Linked DNA regions of Gossypium hirsutum: region 1 is linked to region 2. The links are chromatin contacts, called in public Hi-C maps. All regions are on one chromosome and are shown on one strand. The core of a region is the stretch at or near the end of the contact, and the rest is flanking DNA. Distances in the headings are between cores, read along the strand shown.

The links. Hi-C and Micro-C count contacts between places; a contact is called where the count stands out from the background.
Region 1: a Hi-C map of hypocotyl shows a contact between it and region 2, with 3 times the contacts expected there. The contact joins two enhancer-like sites. A contact is called at or near these places in 2 of 34 Hi-C or Micro-C datasets (hypocotyl and leaf).

Annotation. Positions count from the first base shown.
Region 1 is chrD04:32,852,964-32,856,309 of Gossypium_hirsutum_v2.1, reverse strand. No RefSeq gene overlaps it. Among protein-coding and RNA genes, the nearest start is that of LOC121216606, 37 kb to the left of the region's middle. Within about 2 kb of position 1,374, at least 9 of the 9 cell types and tissues checked have an H3K27ac peak or open chromatin away from gene starts, as enhancers often do. A contact at or near this core is called in hypocotyl and leaf, where this site is marked.
Region 2 is chrD04:32,734,002-32,737,482 of Gossypium_hirsutum_v2.1, reverse strand. No RefSeq gene overlaps it. Among protein-coding and RNA genes, the nearest start is that of LOC121216441, 27 kb to the left of the region's middle. Within about 2 kb of position 2,037, at least 3 of the 9 cell types and tissues checked have an H3K27ac peak or open chromatin away from gene starts, as enhancers often do. A contact at or near this core is called in hypocotyl and leaf, where this site is marked.

The sequences.
Region 1 (3,346 bases), core at 125-2,624, 120 kb before region 2:
ATTGGGTGTTACAAGAATTAATTATTATAATGTATAATTAATAAATGAAATATACCAAGATTTAAATAAAAAGAAATTGAAATAAAATTCTATAATGAGATTTAAATTAAAATAACATTTGTACAAATGATCAATAAGTGTGGTGTAATAAGACGCATTGTATTTTTAAGGAGAGACATAAATTAAAATTTTAGAGATGATATTTTTAGAAGGAACATCATCAGCCTTGAACATAAACTGCAAAACAAATATAAAAATACTAAAATAATTGAACAAATGCTATTATTAACAATATTTGTTTAATTTTAATTTAGTTTGTAGAATTTAAAATAAACTAGTGATGATAGATGAAATAATTTTTATTTTTTAATATTTAAAAAAGGAAAACTTGATCAATAATTTTAAAGCTATTAATGCAAATGAGAGATAGGGGTTATTTATATATTAATTGTGATAGAGAGTTGTTTACTTTCGATATAATCTAAACAAGTTTAAGACATGATTTAATAGCAAAACCACCAAGTCCTCAACAACTTTTGTTGGGTTTTATTAATTGGGGGGGGGGGCAAATATAAATAAATAAATAAATAAATATGCACATCTTTTCCTTTATCAGTGGGTGAAGAGATTGGGTAGAACCATTTTTGTTGCATTGTGGTCCATGCATGCTTTTAATTTAATTATTGGGGCAAACGAGCATGAATCATGTGGAATTAAGCACCGCCCGCAGTGTTTTGAAAAAAAATTGGTGCTAAAGTTTGAAAGATTTGTTTTAAATTGTCTATAAGCATTGGTTAATTTAGGTTTTTTGTATTTAATTATGTTTTAGGAAAGTTTTTATTTATTTATTTAGCATTTCAAAAACAATAATTTAGCCGGTAGAAATTAGGTTCTTTAAACTTCAAAATAACATTCTTATAAAAGCTTTTAGCAAAATTGAAAAGGAAAAGAGAAGTTCATGTCGCTTATTATTTAAATTATTTTAAGTTTTTTTTATTGAGTTAATTCAAGATAATTATTGCAGTTTATTATTTAGTTTTGTGCTTATAACAGTTCGATATTGTTAAATGAATGATAATTTAGTATTTGTAATGTTTTTTTTTGAACATAAAATGATCACAAGGGTTAACTCGTTTTATTAAGTAACATCACTAATTACAGTATTATGAATTTACTTAAGATAATCCATTTCGAAAAACCACATTTTAGCTTCCCTACACGTTACAAATTAAGTTTGCTACATTATTACAAGACCGGTTTGACCAAATTAATTTGGTTGATTTAAAATTGTTGAAAGCAGCTATACATTCTTTGATGCGCGCGCTGATGATGGTGACATCCATACCATTATTTCTTAATTTGTTGACAAGGCTCGCGTGATCTGTTTCAAATATCACATTCCCTTTAATGTTCAGTTGACCCGCCAGCTGTATACTTTTTTCAAACGCCATGCATTCAGCTTCATGTACCGACACCCTTGTTTCAATAAAACCCCCCCACCACCGAAAACGAAACAGTCGTCCCTTACAATCGCCCCTTACCCCAATTCTGTTAACCCCTACAGTAGTGTCGAAATTGATTTTTACAAATCCCTTAGGAGGTTTTTCCCATTTCTTAAGCGCAATATTAGGTGAGAGCAGCGGTTCCTTAAGCAGATTGCAAATGCGGAAATCTTTGTTCAGAGTGCTAGCCCTCTCCCAAATGACCGTAGCTTCCTCTTCTTTGCCCCTGAAGATGAAGTTGTTTCTATTGCTCCAGGAGTTCCATAAGATTGTCATAAGATTGGCCATTGCTTTCTTGTCAAGGACTCTCATCATATCTTCAAGCCAATCAATACAACAATCATACTGCCTCGACGTAGTGCTCGTATCCCAACCTTGAACGGAGAGAACTTCACGAGAATTAATGCAGTCATTTATGCTCTATGGATCAATCGGCTAGCTTTTCTTCTCATGTCCACCTTTTATGTCCTCCTCCAACAGTATAGGTGTTCTTTTCTCAAAATTATTCTATCATCTTACGTATAGGTTGGTTATACCAGACTGGACAGCTCACGCAATTTTAGTTTTTATCCGGAAAGCTATCAAGTGCAGCGACAATTTTGGACGCAATCTGAAATTCACTTCTGCAACGACATTAATGCAAAAAGATAGAAAAATTAAGGATAAAATAGGCTAGGATTCATTGAGTTATAAAATGCTAAAATGTATGCTAAAGATAATTAAATGGGTATAATTTAACCAATAAGTAAGGGGGGAAACCTATGTTCTTTCTAGTGCTATCACAACCCCAAACTTGAGTTTTTACTTGTCCTCCAGTAAAACAGAAACTACCAAGACTACAAAAATTTTACTAAGGCAAATGATCATTCTAGTAACTTGAACCCTCTAAATTCCCAATGTATGAATCACATTCAAATGAAAGAATATTGCACTAACAATTCATAAGCATGAATGAATAAGGTTGCAACTTCATCAATGCTAGCATCATGCTTCAAGCTAAGTTCTATCTACCATTACAGCATTTATTGTACAATACTAAGTATTTATATATTATATATATACATTTTTTTGTAATAAGGGATATCGTTGCATTACTGTACCATTATTACTGTGAAGTAATGATGGGTTGTAACAAACACTCATGGAGTATGTAATTGTGCCGACACACACTCATGTAGTGATAGTCTTTGGCCAAATTGATTTTCTAATGCTTGTATTGGAGTGTTCCTTTTTTAACATTCTATACTGCACCCACTTTGGAGTGTGTCTAATTTATAACTATATATAAATATATAAGCAGCTGTAAAAAGCAGATTCATTCAAGATTTAAGGAATGATAGCAGTCATCCACTACTAATGCAACCTAATCCATTCATGAAAGAATTGAAGCTACAACCTTCTGTCAAATTTATCCAACTCATTCATTGATAATTCACATGATTCAAGAATTAAGCATCGAATGTAACAAAAATTTTTGAACAATTTTCATTAACTATAATTAAACCATGCATGCTTCATTTTCAAAAAAAATATTTTGAAATGAGGGTGCATTTCCAAGCCCCAAGTTCATTCTCCCAAACTTAAAGTTTGCATTATCCTCAACGCACTGACATGAAAATGTAATGACAACAAAAAAAATGCAATGACAATGTATACTTATCAAAATAAAACTTACAACTACATGCAATGCATGAATACTACAACTAAAGCTTAAAATAAACTAACTCAGTTATCTGCAATAGTCGATGTGGCTGTACGATGTTTCTTTCTTCTCATTTTCTTCTTTTGTTTTTTTATCCTTGAAGCACTTCCTTTTCTTTTCTTTGGGCTTTGCACGATCTTCG
Region 2 (3,481 bases), core at 788-3,287:
GTTAACTATCAGCTTATTAAGCTTTACAATTTAGTTCTTAACATAATCTAAGCTTAGTTTCTATTAATTTCAAGTCTAATTCATCAATTTCTCAATAATGAAAACTTGTTACAAATTCATCCATTGAACAAACTGATGCATGGTTTAACTAAATCAAGCTCCCATGATAATAAATCTATAAAAATTTACAAGAAAAAGGTTTGGTTACCTTGTTAGATTTTTTGTTGAATGCTTAAGAGAAGTAGGAAGCTTTCTTTGTTTCTAACAATGGTGGATGGTGAGAAGAATGAAGACAATGGTGGTTTCATCCTCTTATTTAGTTTTTATACTTAGATTAAGTTTAGTTTAATCTTAATTAATTAGTTTAATTAATGAATTAATATACATTAGTTAGTTATTAATTAAGTTTAATGGAAAAAAATCGTCATCATCCACTATCCACTAACTAAAATTGATTTATTAACCATTTTAGTCCTTTGGTCAATTGCTATCTAAGTCCCCAAGCCTTTTTTCAATTAAAACTCAATGACGATTGGACTTTTACAATTTAGTCCATGAGCTTTAATTAACTAATTTTTCGGCTAAATTGCTTAATAGAATTTCAATATATTTTTATATTAACTCCGTAAATATTCCTATTTATATTTACGGACTTGGCTTATGAAAATGGGATTCCAAACTATATTTTTTGATACTACTGGAATTCGGGTCATTACACTTAAACTCATCAAGAAAACTCAAAATCGAAACTCTTTAACACTAGAACAAAAAATAACATGAATAGAGAGAAAAATAGAGAAATTGTTCAAATAATGCAAAAATCCACTTCTTAAAAGTTTAATGACATTTTAAGGACTTGAAAACATTGAATTTCTTCTAAAAATCTTTCAAGAATCATCAAAATCCAAAAGTCCTCTTTAATAGAAAATGAATGTAAATTGCAAAAACATAGGAATCAAGCATATAAAATTAAGAAGAATGATGAAACAATTAAGAAAATGTGTTTACCTTGGTAAAAAAAATAATTGGCTAAATTTATGATTGTGCACTGAAAAATCTATCAATATTTTTTTAGGTATAATGATATATTTATCCTTCAATGTTTACATGTTCTATCAATTTAGTTATTATTCTATTTTTAGCTCAATTTAAACACTAACCTTTCAAAACAATTAAATAGTTTTTTTTTTTAAAAATGTTGATTAAAACATTAGTTTTTAAAAATATTGGTGTGACAACCGACGTGACAATTCGCTTGCACTTCATAGTTACAAATAATTTAAAAATTGTAAAAAGATATTAAAAATCAAATTTTAAAAAAATATATAAAAAGTTCATAAAATTTAAAAAAATACATAAAATAAACATGAGTTGCTATGTTTGAAATTTAATATTTTAGCCGGCATTTTTATTAGAAATAAATTTGACTATTTTTCAAAAGACTAATGGTTAACTTTAATTCTTTTTAAAATATTAAAAGTTAAATTTAGCTAAATTAAAAAAAAGATATAAATGTTAATAGCTAAATTTAATATTATGTATTTTATTTATTAATTTTTTATATAATATTTAATATCATCTATAACACTTCTAAAATTTTTTAAATAAAATAATAAATACACTTCAACATATTAAGCTCATATACTCACCCACCGAATTAAAACTCGTTGAATTGGTTTTGGTATATGTGTTTAACCATCACCAATAAATTCATAAAAGAAGTTATAATTAAATGTGGGAACCGGGTAGTGTAAAAGAGTCATTTTAAGGGAAGGGGATTGAGTTGAGAGCGAGGTAAGCAGAGGAAGGGGGGCAATTTGGCCAGATGAAGCAAGAAAAGACACGTCTGTAATAAAAAAACAGACAAGTAGGCAGTTGAAGTTTAAATAAAAATAGACACATGGGGGGAAGGCTTTTTCAATCAACTCAAACTCTCCAAGCATTCATTAATTAAATTTAAGAAAAAGGCAGACACAGTCTTAGCTCTCCCCTTCCTCTCATTGGCTGCTTTCTTGACTTTCTCCAACAGCTGGGACCCCTTTATATCTCCAATTACACGCCCCCTCTTATGCTTTATTATTATTGTAGAGAGAAAGAGAGGATTAGGTGGTGGGGCCCACAAGGGTCGAGGCGAATCCTCTTTAACGCTAGAAACAAAAAACAATTTGCAAATATTTTTAGAAGTCTATTATATTTTGACATGTGTACAGTCATTAACTATTCTTTATTTATTTATTTCTCAAGTAAATAATTTATAAATAATAATAATAATAATCCCAAAGTAAATTGCTTTTACGGTACAGGGAATTGCACGTACGTCGGATGGACGCCCTGCCGCCGGCTCTCCTCGTCCTCACTTTTAACTGTCTCTCCCCCGACACGTACTAAATTACTTTAACCTTTTATTTGTTTGAGGTTGAGTTTTGTTTTTAAATATTTTTGTCATTTTATTTGATCTATGTTTAATAATTTTTTATTTAAATTTAATATAAAATATAAAAATTAGTCATTAAACTAAGATTAAGATTACATTAAAAAATTCATAAAAATTTTATCAAATTCATAACAACATATACTATTACTATTATAAACTTACTTTCATGAACATATAAGAGATTAAAGGTCAATTTTTCATTATTTAGAAAAAGTATTTCTGACTCCAAAAATACTTTTAAAAAAAAGTTGTGCAGAACAAACTGCTTTAGGCTGAAATTTTTAGCTTTTTAGAAGTACTTTTCAAAAGCACTTCTGAAAAGGAGAAGCCAAAAATTTTAGTTTTTCCTTTCTTAAAAATATTTTTGGTGCTTAATTACTTTTTCACCCCTCCAATAACATAGTACTTTCATTTTTTTCTTGGTGCTTAATTACAAATGTGTTAAAATCATTAATTAAAAATAAAAAATATTTTTTAAAATACTAATTACAAATATTTAATGGTTATATTTAAATATTTAAAATATAGTTTATATATTCTAATTAAATTTTATAAATAATTAATATTTATTGCTTAAAAATATTTAAAATTTATATTTCATATATTAAAATATTAACAACAAGCTATAATAATTTTTGTATATTCTTACTAAAATATAATAATATTAACTAATTTAAATATTATTTAAATACATATTTGTTGCTTGATAATAACATGTCTAAAATAGATATTTTATTTCACAAAAGCACTTTTTGACAACAATGTTAAACACTCAATAAATATAATGGTGGTAAAAGATGAAACAAAAATTTAGATTTGAACTTCTGGAAAGGGTGAATTATTTGTCTAAGACCACGTTTGTTGAGAAAGGTAAGAGATGAGTGCCCATGAAATTAAGGTATTGACTTTGGTTTCCTTCTCTAAGGTAAGATTTAATATGATAAAAGTGATCACTTTTTTAAAAAATTAATCAGTTGGAAAATGGTTTCAACGTTTAGTTTGTCAATTATTTTTACTTTCTTTGGAATCTTTTCTGTGGGAGCTTCT